Regions from separate parts of the Mus musculus genome. Here regions 2 and 3 are each linked to region 1. A link is a contact called in public Hi-C and promoter capture Hi-C data. All regions are on one chromosome and are shown on one strand. The core of a region is the stretch at or near the end of the contact, and the rest is flanking DNA. Distances in the headings are between cores, read along the strand shown. Region 1 holds the start of Tmem167b (transmembrane protein 167B). Region 2 holds the start of Ap4b1 (adaptor-related protein complex AP-4, beta 1). Region 3 holds the start of Hipk1 (homeodomain interacting protein kinase 1).

The links. Promoter capture Hi-C pulls out the DNA fragments that hold promoters and counts their contacts. A called contact is a pair of places that touch in the nucleus more often than the background predicts.
Region 2: a Hi-C map of B cells shows a contact between it and region 1, with 5 read pairs. The contact joins the promoter of Ap4b1 here to the promoter of Tmem167b in region 1. A contact is called at or near these places in 1 of 39 promoter capture datasets (pre-B cells) and 1 of 484 Hi-C or Micro-C datasets (B cells).
Region 3: a contact with region 1 is called in a promoter capture Hi-C map of pre-B cells, with 2.5 times the contacts expected there. The contact joins the promoter of Hipk1 here to the promoter of Tmem167b in region 1. A contact is called at or near these places in 2 of 39 promoter capture datasets (liver and pre-B cells).

What each region holds. Positions count from the first base shown.
Region 1 is chr3:108,560,348-108,564,848 of GRCm38.p6, forward strand. Tmem167b (transmembrane protein 167B) reads right to left here and starts at 2,119. Exons shown (of 3, transcript NM_026198.2): 1 at 1,924-2,119. The coding sequence starts at 1,933.
Region 2 is chr3:103,807,127-103,811,422 of GRCm38.p6, forward strand. Ap4b1 (adaptor-related protein complex AP-4, beta 1) reads left to right here and starts at 2,391. Exons shown (of 10, transcript NM_026193.2): 1 at 2,391-2,931. The coding sequence starts at 2,819. Dclre1b (DNA cross-link repair 1B) reads right to left here and starts at 2,261. Exons shown (of 4, transcript NM_133865.2): 1 at 1,774-2,261; 2 at 946-1,111; 3 at 268-450. The coding sequence starts at 1,962. Gm15471 (predicted gene 15471) reads left to right here. Exons shown (of 5, transcript NR_040412.1): 5 at 1,088-1,314.
Region 3 is chr3:103,789,874-103,793,908 of GRCm38.p6, forward strand. It overlaps Hipk1 (homeodomain interacting protein kinase 1), which reads right to left and starts at 1,402. Exons shown (of 16, transcript NM_010432.2): 1 at 1,122-1,402.

The DNA of each region.
Region 1 (4,501 bases), core at 869-3,368:
TGATGCTGCTGTGCCTGAGGAGGTGATGCTGCCCAGACTGCAGTGCTGAGGCCACCTCAACGGCAGGGCCAACGGTAAACAGGAAGGGTCCATGATCTTGGCACTGTTTCCCCAACCTGCTTGTAAAAAGCCCCTTTATCACTCCACTCCCCCGCCCTCACTACAAACTAGAAGACACACGTGTATTTGTGTGGCACTCTTGGAAGTAACTGAGGCTAGTACTCGGCTAGTCCTCGGAGTCTGAGCATACAGATTTACATATGTTCTTGATATAAATCACTCATCTGATGCAGGAAAGCTCAGTCTTTAGCCAAGATTTTCAGATCTGCATCTGTTGGTAAAGCATATGTTACGGCGGACCATAAACGTTAGTGGAAATTCCAAGAGTTAAACCTCATATGGCTACACTTTTGCTATACTCCGTTGCTATTTCAAGTACAGTACAGTTAACAAATCATATTCTTGCCAGGACAAAAGATGGGCACAAAATGGAAGACAGGAAGCACTGGTGTCCATGAGGCAGAACGATGCACCCCTGGAACACTGGTGTTAGCTAAGTGCAGCCCAAGTTACAAAGGGGAAAGGGAGCCCATATCCTGCTTCTGCTCCACACAGCGTCCTGCTGTGTAGGCAGGGCTGGCCTTAAACTTGTGGTCTGCCTGCCTCCTCCTACTCAACGCTCGGCTTAGAGGCATGCCAAATACAACCTGCAAAGCCCACTCTCAAAACAACAAAACAAAAATGTATCTGATGCTTAGGTGACACAGAAAGCTCTTAGTTCTGCTTCTTACATGTGATACCCAGGTAAGCAAAATGAATTACATAAAGGCAGATTTTATTCAGTAATCAACTGTGCCAGAATATTTTATTTCCTAGTTTACACTATGTCTTCCTCCGTTCCTTCTTTAACTTTGTGTACTATGGTAAGACTGACTACCCAGAAAGCTTCAAATGGATATTATATACAATCAGGGTCTTTGTCGGTTCCCGCCAGTTCTGGACTATACTGACTTCTTCCAGTGAAACTATTTCACAGCTAGTTCCAGTATATCAGTCAGCTCACAGACAGTTTCTATGGATGCCTTTATGTCTTGCTCTTTTACTCCTATAAGTTAAGAGACAATGCCAAAATTCACAAGGAAATGACATTTCAGTCTTCAGTGTCACGTCTATGGAAGTCTATGAGAAATACTTTCCCGAGCCTCTCCAATCATAGTACCTAGAAAAGGCTTTCTTATTTCCGTTCCTGTAAGACTGACTATAAAGGTCTTAATTCATGCTCTAGAACCTGAAAATCATGACTATAAAATTGTTTGAAGCAATCTGGAAAAATTACAAGTGCTCCATCACTAATAAAAGGCGGCTTCTAAATCCACCCTTTGCGGTATTAGCCAGAAGCTCCAGATGGAGCCACCCAACTAGGACTTTAGTCAAACGAATGAAGGCTTTTTTTGGTGTCTTTTAAATTAACAAAATAAACAAACAAACAAAAAACTTTGGGGGTTGTCTACAATCACCTCCCCCGCAAACGGTGGGATTTGATACCATTACTAAGTCCTTTCAACCAGCTTACTGTCAGAAAGTATGAGACCTTAGGGAACTGGATAACAGCTTCTCTCCCCTGGGGACTAACAACATAATTCTATAGTGAACGACCTCCCCAGCGGCCAGAACCAACTTCTAGGAAAGAAAAGAGAGTAAAGGGTGATAACGAAAAGTCAGGTGTGGCACTAGGGTACCTTGATGGGCTTGAGAAAAGAGAAACTGCAAGGAGCATCCCAGACAGGAGTTAGGGGCTCCCCAAGGTCCAGGGGGGCCGGGCTGGGAGGGGGCGGGGGGAACGGCCACGTCAGTCTAGCCCCGCCCGCCACGTTTGGTCCCAGTCCTCTACCGCCACCCTCCGCTCGGGCCCCCAGCTCTCACCGTTCGTCATGGCGGTAGTGCCCGGCTGGGGTGAGGGGTCCGGGTTCAGCTGTGGCGGCTGCAAATGCGGGGGAACCCGGCTCCCACTTGACACTTCCCGATCCGGGCCGTGGTGACGGGGAACGAGCCGTAGTACGCAAGCGCGAGAGCCGAGCGAGAGAAACGCCGAACTCAATCAGGCATAATTAGCTGATCGTCGAGCCAAAGCCTCGCCCTGCCTGCGTAGCGTCTGCGTCCCTACGTAGTGGGAGGAGAGCGTGTTGGGCGAGGCTTCCTTTGTGGTCATGGCAACCGGAAGTCCGCCTGCTTGCTCCTGTCTAATTAGACCGACTGGACCCAGACAGTGTGTTTGAAAAATAAAGGCTGTAGGGATTGCTCTGTGACACATGTTCAGTGTGCCAGAACATGTCGTTCCCCGTTGTATCTACTTGAGAACAAAACTTAGGGTTCCAGTGATTCATGACCAAGAAACAAAAGAAAGCCATCCCGTTTCCTCCAACTTATTTAGGTGACAACTGGTAGTGAAATCAGGTACAGTTCCAAGAGAAAACACTTGGGAACCAGGCTATAATGCGAAGCAATTGCACGTAAGGTGGCGCACGTGTGTATACTACAGCAGGGTCACTGTATCTTACCATACCAAGCTGAAAACGTCACCACTGTCAGGATAGTTGGACCGTTCTTGGGGACACGGCTTGTTTGTTTTGTTTTGTTTTGTTTGTTTGTTTTGCTTCTATGCTCTGCAGCAGTAATATGTGCTGTAATATCTGAAACCCGACGAGAGTTTGAGTGCTGAGGGGGATACCACAGTAGTTGCTCGGACTCCTGGGACAGCCCTTGTTAGGTGGCTTCTTGCGGAAATCTAGCCAAGCTGCCTCTGACTTTCGTAAACGGAATAAGAAACTATAACAAAAGCCACATGCTTCCGATCCTAAAGCTTTCGGTTGTCAGAAGCATTCAGACAGCTTCCTGTTTGTTAGAATGACTTTCTTTTCCTTAAATTACCAGGATAGTTTCCTTTATCTGCAGAGTTTAAGTCATGCTGGCCTCACCTCTTCAGAAATGTACCCTGGCTTCTCTGAAGATGTTTTGACTAGATGATGACAGTCTAATGGTGGGCTGGCGTGCAGGGAACAAAGCTTTAGGTTCTGCTTTGTAAACTGGGACCTTCAATTATAGACAGCTGGGTCTGCTTTTCTAGAGTCTGACTGAAAGTGCTGCACTCAGAAACCTAAGAATTCTGTCCATTCCTGCTACAGTGCCATCTGCTGGCTGTGAACCGCCTGGTTACCTAGAACAAAACTGTCAGAAGACTTGGAATGGACAGTCAAGAGGAGGAAACCACTAGTAGAGTAGCCACAGTGTTTGATGTAGGAAAGAGTACTTGAGCCGGGCAGTGATGGCACACGCCTTTAATCCCAGCACTTGGGAGGCAGAGGCAGGCGGATTTCTGAGTTCGAGGCCAGCCTGGTCTACAGAGTGAGTTCCAGGACAGCTAGGGCTATACAGAGAAACCCTGTCTTGAAAAACCAGAAGAAGAAAAAAAAGAGTCATTGAAAAAAATATACTCAAATTAAGAAATTACAGCATCAAAAACCAAAAGATATATAGAAAAACCCTAACATAATCACTAATATAATCACTTGGATTACATATGTGTGTATACACACAGGACATTCCACAAAGCAAGACAGGACTGCAGAGATGGCTTAGTGGTTGACAGCATTTGCTTCTCTTGTTAAGACCTTCGTTAGGTTTCCAGCATCCAAGTGATGGCTCACAACGATATGTTCCTCTGGTTCCAGGAGATCCTGTTGTAGAAATAATAATAAAAATTGTTCCTCACACTTAGAGATGAAGGCAAAGATCTGTACTAAAGTGCCTGGCTGACTGTGGTTAATGCCTAAATTAGAGTCAGCCTTGACAGGATTGTACTAACTGGTAGCTTCAGTATGCTTGGCCCAGGGAGTGGCACTATTAGGAGGTGTGGCCTTGTTGGAGGAAGTGTGTTACTGTAGGGTGGGCTTTTAGACCCTTTCTCCTGGCTGTAGTCAGATCAAGATACAGAGCCCTCAGCTCCTCCAGAGCCATGCCTGCCTGGACAACTGCCATGCTTCCAACCATGATGATAGTGGACTGAACCTCTGAACCTCTAAGCCAGCACCTTTGTAAGAGTTGCCTTGGCCGTGGTGTCTCTTCACAGCAATGGAAACTCTAAGACACTAACTCATATACACATTGGCTTATACACTTCACAAGCATGCATTTCACAAACACTGTCATCTTGGGTCCCAGTCCCAAAGTACACTTCAATCAATTCTGTCTAATGGCAGATATGATCTAATGTGTGCTGGTCATTCCTGATGAATAAACATTTATATCCTAGCATCCAAAACTTCATTTATCTAACAGAGCTGGTTAGCATGCTACTTACCTTTAATTATTTTGGAGGCAAAAGTAGCTAAATTCTACTTGTGTGAAGGAAATCTATCATTAAGTCCTCTATAACATTAATTTTATTACTTTGAGTTTCTTCTACATGGGCCCCACACTGCTGTTCTGGACTCTGTGGGCACAC
Region 2 (4,296 bases), core at 1,141-3,640, 4.8 Mb before region 1:
ATTTTTTCCCCTTTGGAGATAAGAGTCTTTCTACAGAGCTGTGGCTGCTTTGGAACTCACTATGTAGACCAGGCTACTTCTGCCTCCTGAGTGCTGGGATAGAAGGTGTGAGCCACCAAGTCAGCTGGGAGGTTCAATTTTAAATAAGATAACCATAGTAGTTTTACAAGAAAGGTGAGCAAGGCACAAAGATTTGGAAAACAATGAGGACCTTCAAAGAATTTTGATTCACTAAGCATGAATGGAAGAAAAAGGGAAACCGCTCACCAATTTTTATGTTGTGTTGTGGGAACTGTCGGATTAGCTGGACAATCTGCTGAGTAGCCTCTTGTCGGGAAGGAAGAACCAGGGCTGGATTGCAATTAGTGTTGTCTAGATACAAAGTATGAATCTGTTTCCCCAGTATCAGAGCAGGTTCCTTCAGCATGGATGGTGTATATCGAAAATCACCTGGAAGAATAATATGTGGGGTATAAGAAGTGGGCAAAAAACAAAGGCTAGAAGACAAGCCTCTTCTACCTTCAGTAGCAGATGGAGATTGGTTACGAGTTTATGCAAAAACTGTCCTGGCACTGAACTGTACAGTCTAGTTTCTTTGTGAAAATGTCTCTTTCCCACTCTTGGAGATTTTCTGTTTGATTGATGTTTTTCTTATGAGACAGGGTTTGTCTACATAGGCTGGGTGTCCTAGAACTCACTAAGTAGACCAGGCTGGCCTTGAACTCATAGAGATCAGCCAGCCTCTGCCTTCCAAGTGCTGGGATCAAAGGCGAGCACCAACATGCCTTTCTTGTTTTCTTGCTCTTGTGATTTTATTTAACAAAGTAAAGGATGGATGGTCAAGTAGGAAATCAGTTGGAAAGGGTCCCTGTGCCTGTATGGGATAAAGCTATCTTTCTGGGTAAAGGTAGCTATAAAGTGTGAGGAATGCCTTGGGAGGCTCACCTGTGTATAGAATTGTTCCAAAGTATCCTTCAAAGAGAAACATGACAGAACCAGGGCAGTGATTGGCATCTATGAGCGTTACAGTCATGGTTTCTTGCCCAATTTCATCTAGAGGTAATACATGACTCTCGCCAACCTCCAGGGCCCGGATCCAGTGCTTAGACACCTGAGGAAAACAGTTGGTCACCCGAGTAACCATAGACTTCTCTTTCATCAAGGAAAGCTGACCGAGTTCTGAACCACTCTCATGTAAGCTGTTATAAGGATTCCCAAGAAATCTCTCCTTCCTCTTCTGTCTCCCACCCTTTGTACAGATTTAAACTCAGAATCTGAAAACAGTCTAAATAAAGATTCTCACACTTTCTCCTATCATGATAATCCCAGCCATGGGTGGGAAACAACTGTCAAAAAAAGTTCCAGTCTCACACCAGCCACTTCTACTGACACAGACAAGATGAGGAGATGTTAGACAATATGTGTTTTTATCTAGCACATTAGATGAATTATTGGGGGCGGGCAATGAGTGTTGGGGATCTAACTTAGGGTTCTTGCACACACTAAACAAGTGTTCTATCACTGAACAGTCTGGTAGATTCTTAAATGCAAATTAGGAAAGCACTGGTTTTTGAAAAGATAGGAATCATTTCCTTGACTAAAAACCTCCAGGTAGTTAACTAGAAGCCAGTCTCATTCCGGGATCAATTCCCACATTTGTAAAAATTCAGTCCTTATGTCTCCCACTCGGTAATCCCCCAAACTGTGACAGATCAGAAGTCCCCACCCAGATTCCTGGACTAGGTCTCAGCGATCAAATCCCAGCCCCAATACCTGCAGGCGACGATGCAAGAGGCAAGCAGTGATGGGAGAGCAGTAGAGGGGCCGGGCCCAAGTGCTAGACAAACCCACCGTGTGGTCACAGTGCATGTGGGTTAAGAAGAAGAGCCGCGCCGAACCGGCACGGCGCAGGCTCCAAAAGTCCACAGCAATGGGCGTTTGGGGGATTACGACCCCGTTCATGGTGGCAGAGTTGAGGTGTCACCCAGTGGGGTCTTCGCGGGAACCGCACTCCTGAGTGAGGTTTCCACGACAGCGTCCCAATGACAAGTGGACTCTGGAACAAGTCCAGAAGCCCTAAAGGAAAACCATCCCAGAAACGGAATTAGTAGACAGAGTGAGAAAAAAGAAGGTGGCCGCGCTCGGGACGATCAGGATGAAAGCGCCCAACGCGGAAGAAGTCGGGAGAGCATCACTCACAACCGCGCGCTGGAGCTCGGGCCCAGTCCCCACATTGTCAAAGCTCGCGCGGCGGCGGGGAGACAGACCCTAGTAGTTGATTTCCGATCGCCGGCCGCGGCGCTCACACAGTGAGCTGCGCGCCTGCGCCGAGGGGGAGAATGGGTGGGGGAAGGGCGTCCGGAGGTCGGTGCCCCCCCCCCCCCCCCCCCGGACCTGCGCTCGGCGCTCGGCGCGACCCGGAAAGCTGCTCCTTGTGTCTCAGGGCGACGGGGCGGGATTTCCGCAGGAAGCTGTCTGGGGTGTCCTCGGCCACTGGGACTAGATTCCCAGGGAGGAGGCTGTGCTAGGTCTTTGGCCTTTTGCTAGTGTAGAATTCGTAACTGGGCCTAGAGAGAGTTGAGATCTGCTGGGCAGAGCCAACGGCCTGTGGGTCTCCGGGCGGCTCCTGAAGGGTCGGGGCTCGCCCGAGGACCCAAGAATGTGTTCCGCCCTGGGGGGCAGGCACAGCAAAGTGACATCTCGCCGTTAGTGTTTTCACTGACTACATCTCCTTTATTCAGGCTCCCACATCGAAATTAGGAGGAGCCCACGAGTTCCCTACGGGTCTGTGGAAACTGTCCCGTGAGTGTTGGCGACGATGCCATACCTTGGCTCTGAGGACGTGGTGAAGGAACTGAAGAAGGCTCTGTGTAACCCTCATATTCAGGCTGATAGGCTGCGCTACCGGAATGTCATCCAGCGAGTTATTAGGTATCACCAACCTACCATAGAATTCTAACTCCCCCCCCCCCCCCCCGGCCCCACTTTTAATCCTCTTCAGAGCTCTGCGATCACTCTGAAAAAGTTAAAGAAGGGCAGTTTTATCTTTTGGCCTTGAGGCTGCATTTCTGGGTTGTCATCTCAGTCTTCCGTGTGGAACACCATGCCCAGTTGAGAGGTCTCCTTCATACCACAGGCTTTAGCAATTGCGGCTGACTCCTGGTTCAATGACTTAACGTAGAACAGTTCTCCCTTTTTTCTAGATTCAGACCTGTATATCTTTCTGCTTGCTTTACATTTCGACTTGGATAGTTCATCAAAGATATGACCAAAATAATACTATCATTCTTCTCCTCTTTAAACCTACTATTCTGCTTGTATTTGTGTTATGAATGTCACCAGGCACCCTACCAAGCTTGCTAGTCAACCTTGAAAACATTGTCTACTGTCAGGTGGTATGAAAAATTCAAAATATCAATTCTTGTTCTTAAAGTTGTACTGTTGTTGGCTCAGGCTGTAATTACCAAAGCCTGTTGTGGTAGTTTATTAATAAGTAGCCTTGTCTCCTCACTTTGGTTAGGATTTTTTCTATTATATATGTTTGAACGTGTAACTAATCTATAGTTGTAGCTCAAAACTGTAGGTAGGACACAAAAGTCCCATGGGGTCCTTTTTTAAAAAATCGTGATCTAGGGATCAATTCTGATTTCATTAGGATGGGATAGAATCCAGGAACTGTATTGTAAATAAACAGTCTCAGTTGATTGTAGTAGTTTGGTTCCACAACATTGGAAACAGTAATCAGTGGAATGAAATCTAAACTTTTTGTTTGTGTTGTTTTGTTTTTGTTTTTTGAGACAGGGTTTCTCTGTGTAGTCCTGGTTGTCCTGGAACTCACTCTGTAGACCAGGCTGGCCTTGAACTCAGAAATCCGCCTGCATCTGCCTCCCAAGTGCTGGGATTAAAGGTGTGTGCCACCACCGCCTGGCTGAAATCTAAATTTTTTATCATGCCACCCAAGGAACAAAAAGAATGTTTAGTTCTTGCTCGTGCCTCCTAGCATGAATCATTATCTGTGTCACGTTTTCCCAGTGAGCTGGTCACAGAGCTAAAGCGTTCTGTGACGAAGCATTTTCTGACTTCCATAGTGGCATGTGGATGTGGATCTTCTTGGTCTGTATTTTGTGTATTACTTCAAGTAGTTACACTGGATTTTTTTCAAATCAGTGATGTTCTTAGCTGACTTCTTAGTTGATCTTGAGTTCCTAAACATCTGAAGCCACTATGGAAGTCAGAAAATGCTTCTTCACAGAATGCTTTAGCTCTGTGACCAGCTCATTTGGAAAACGTGACACA
Region 3 (4,035 bases), core at 152-2,651, 4.8 Mb before region 1:
TTGTAGGTTTTGCTGAGGCCATCCGCCACTTAATTTAACCCCACTCCGTCTACAGCAGGAAGCCATGCTGCTGTTTTCATCAGTTACTAGGAAACAAGATAAAGAGCGGACTGGGGCAACGGAGTCTACATTTGAAACTCTTGTTTGTGGCTGCACTACACTACTGAGAATTCTCAAAGTGTCACCAAAGAGACAAGAATGCGCATCTTATGAGTATCCACAACTGAGTCACTGGTTATGTAGAGAAAAGATTCACTTACTGGAGCTTGCCCCCACCCCCTCTCCGGCTTCCCGTTCCAGTACCCATTCCCAAACAGGAAAGAAAACGCGCCCAGCATAAACACACAGGCCATTGCTCACGGTTCGTCACCACAACAAACTGGAGGTTAGACCAACGCTCCTAGAGACCAAGTTTTTAGGTCTCGGTTGCCAAGCACAAAAGGGGGACGCTGCCCTACAGAGCTGTTTATAGTGTGGGTCCTACCCAAAGGCTTTTGGTTGTTTCCATCTTTTAATGTTTTGGATTTTGTTGTTCTTGGCTTTAAAGGCGACGACGGACTGCAAAAGTTTAGACCTCTAGCTTTGCCTTGCAGAGATAAACATATAGGTGGGCTGGTCCCCACACAGCGTTACCACCATCACAAATTACATACTCAAAGACTACAGAACATGAACCAAGAGAACAGAAAAGCTTCCATACCAGCCCGACCACCACGATTTACTCTAGATGCGGTTTCCCGGTCCCCAAAGGCACCAATACGCCCAAACTACAGCTACAGGGAGTGGGGTGACATGCACACGCACAAGCACAAGAACCTGCCACCGCAGTCCGCGGTTGGGGTGGAGATCTGTACGGTGGGGAGATGCCAGACGGACCCCTGTCACCTGAGGACAACACGATCTGGAGGGAAAGGCAGGAGGCAGGGGGAGCTGCCCATTTTCTCCGGCACGCAGTCGCGCCTGGCCGCTCGCGACCAGGCGCCTAGGGCCGCGCGGGGCCTGGCGAGAGAGGCACCCCAAGCAAGCCGGCTACCCAAGGGAGTCTGCGGCTCGCTCCGTCCCACCTCGGGGCGCCGACTCCCAAAGTCCACGACCCCAGCCCCTCGCCGAGCCTGACTCACCGCCGGTGTGTGTAGTTCTCAGCCTCGAGTCGGGGCCGCCGCGAGGAGGCGGCGGAGGAGAGGCGATCCGGGGCCCCGCAGCCGGGTCATCATACCCCCCGCACGAGCCGGCCCCGGCCCCGGCCCCCGCCCCCCGGAGCCGTCCCCGCGCCCGTCCTGCGGCCGGAGCCTCGCCAGCCTCCCGCCTGCCCTGCCACCCGGCCCCTTCCCGCCGCCGCCGCCTCAGCGCCGAGCGCTCCCGCCTCGGCCTCCCCTGCGGTCCGGGGCCACGGCCCGGCCCTTCGCTCCGCAGCCGCCGTTGTCACCAGACCCGACAAGTGGAGCCCCGAGCGACCGCCTCCATCCCGCCGGCCCCGCCTCGCCGGAACCATTCAGCCACCTAGCGCCATGACACCTACTGAGGCGGAAGTGCGGAGGAGCGGGAGGGCTGAGATCACTGCATCTTGCCCCGGGCCGCGGGTGTGGGTGGGCCTCCGTGGGGAGCCAGCGTGGACAGTGTGTGGGGACCGGTTTCCCAGTCCTCTCCGCACAGCAGTCTCCGAGGTCGTTTAACCGGCGTTTGGTGGCGGTCGGGTTTCTTACAGTTAGATGTCATCTCAGCTAGTGTGACATCACCCCAAACCAGTGTGATTTTCCCCCAACATCCCAATCACATCCCAGCGATTGGGCAGCGCAGGGAGACATTGACTACCTGGGGATGACTCTGAGGGTTTAGAATTCTCAGTTTTTACTTAAATTGTTTGCTGCCATGTCGATTTCAGGGCAGCATAAGGGATTTAGATGCCTCCCTGTGCTGAAGCGCTCCCACCGTAGAATCTGTTAGGAAATAAAATATCCGAACTCAGCTCCTCCATGCATGCAGTAAACAAAAATTGTCTTACCTCCACGAAGGGTAGAAAGGCGGTGGATTCCGGAAAGTGGACCTGGCATAATGTTTAAGAAAAATGACCCTGAAAACTAGGTTATCTTAGTAGACAGTTGCCAACTCAGCCTCAAGAGATTCTGTGGGACTTGATATGCCTTCCGCGCTGTAAAATGTTGGTTCTTAAAATGAGAAACATTTCTTGGAGTCGAGTATTTATAAGAGTAAGGTAGGATGGTACGTGCCTTTAAACCCAGGATTCATGCCTTTAAACCCAAGATTCTGGAAGGAGAGGCAGATGGATCTCTTGTGAGTTTGTCAACTTGATCTACATAGAGAGGCCCTACCTAAAAGAAAGAGGAGTGCCGGGCAGTGGTGGCGCACGCCTTTAATCCCAGCACTTGGGAGGCAGAGACAGGCGGGATTTCTGAGTTCGAGGCCAGCCTGGTCTACAGAGTGAGTTCCAGGACAGCCAGGGCTACACAGAGAAACCCTGTCTCTGAAAACCAAAAAAAAAAAAAAAAAAAAAAAAGAAAGAGGAGGAGATGGAAAATGTGTTCTTTCTTACAAGAACAGTCTGAACCCCTAACTGACTATCCACCACCATAGATTTTTACCTGTGTCCTGTGAGCAGAGAGCAGGTCTAGGAGAGGCCTTTCTATCAGTTATATTTTTCAGTCCTCACTCATACATCCATGATTTCTTTGGATCTTCACCTAACAAAATGTTTTCTAGGCTATCCTATCATACCTTTTAAGGAAAGTCGTTTGAGTTTCTCCTCTTAACATTGGGAATGGGGAGGAAGTTCATTTCCCTGGAGAGCCAGGGTTAGCAAAATGTTCAATCCCACAGGACAGATTCCCTTGCATATTTTCACAGAAACTTCCTTTCTTGAGTGTTTAGAGAACATAAAGTCCTCATGTTGGGCTGGCCCTGGAAATACCAAGACACAGAATGAATGAACATGCCTGCTTAGATAGCCAAGAAAAAGGCCTGGTGTTAAACAGATCTGCTTAACAAACAAGCTTTAGTTATGAATTGCTCATTTTGCCCTACCTCACCAGAACTCTATGACTGGCTTTTCATTTACTCTCAAGTTATGTCTCTTTTGTGTTTGAAAACATCTCAGATGTTACATGTCAGAGCCTTTCCTGATTGACTCCTGCATTCTCACTCAGCCCTGTCACCTACCTGTTTATTTGTACCAGCTCTTCATATAATTAGTCTCTGTTTTCGTTGTTCTTGACTTGTTTTTTTTTTTTTTCAATCTGTCTCAGTCTTCAGGGAATGTTTAAAAGTGTAGTATTTTTTTCCTCTCTAATGTCATTCACTCATTCGTCCAACAAACTGCTTTATGCCAGACACTCCCTAGATACCAGTTCAGATGAAAGATGAGTAGGATGTAGTCTTCTCCCCCCCCCCCAGAGTTTTCAATCCAGTGAGGAAAAATGCCACACAAATATACATGACTTGAATAATGGAGTCAGAGAAGACCATCAGAGAAGAAAATATCTAAGCATGTTTCAGTCAACAAAGCTTCAAAGTTTAGTGCTGCATAGTCTGTTTTCCATTCAACAAATCTATAGAGTATCTCCTATGTGCGGGACATTGCTGGAAATTAAGGAGGAAACAGCACAGCCTATACACTAAAGGAACTAACTGGATGCAGGATTGGTAAGGCAGGTAGACTCAAGAGTTTTGAAAAGCAGAGGCTTGATCAGAGGAGCAGGACATGGTAGTGGGAAGGTCAGTGAGTGGAGAAAGGGGCAGAACAAGTACTTCCTCTCTCAGACAAGAGCGAGCAGCTGGAGAAGGACTGGGGCTGTGGTCAGTGCTGCAGGTACAAAGTTACTTTTAGTCAGTCCTGGTAGCACAGGCCTGTAATCCCAGCACTTGGGAGGGAGAGACAGGAAGATCTGGATTTCAAGGCCAGCCTGAGCTACTTGAGACTTAGTCTCAAAAACTAAATTTTTTTTTAAAGTCACTTCCCAAGAAGCAGAGACAAGATAATCTCTGTGGATTTGAGCCAAGCCTGGTCTACATAGAAAGTTC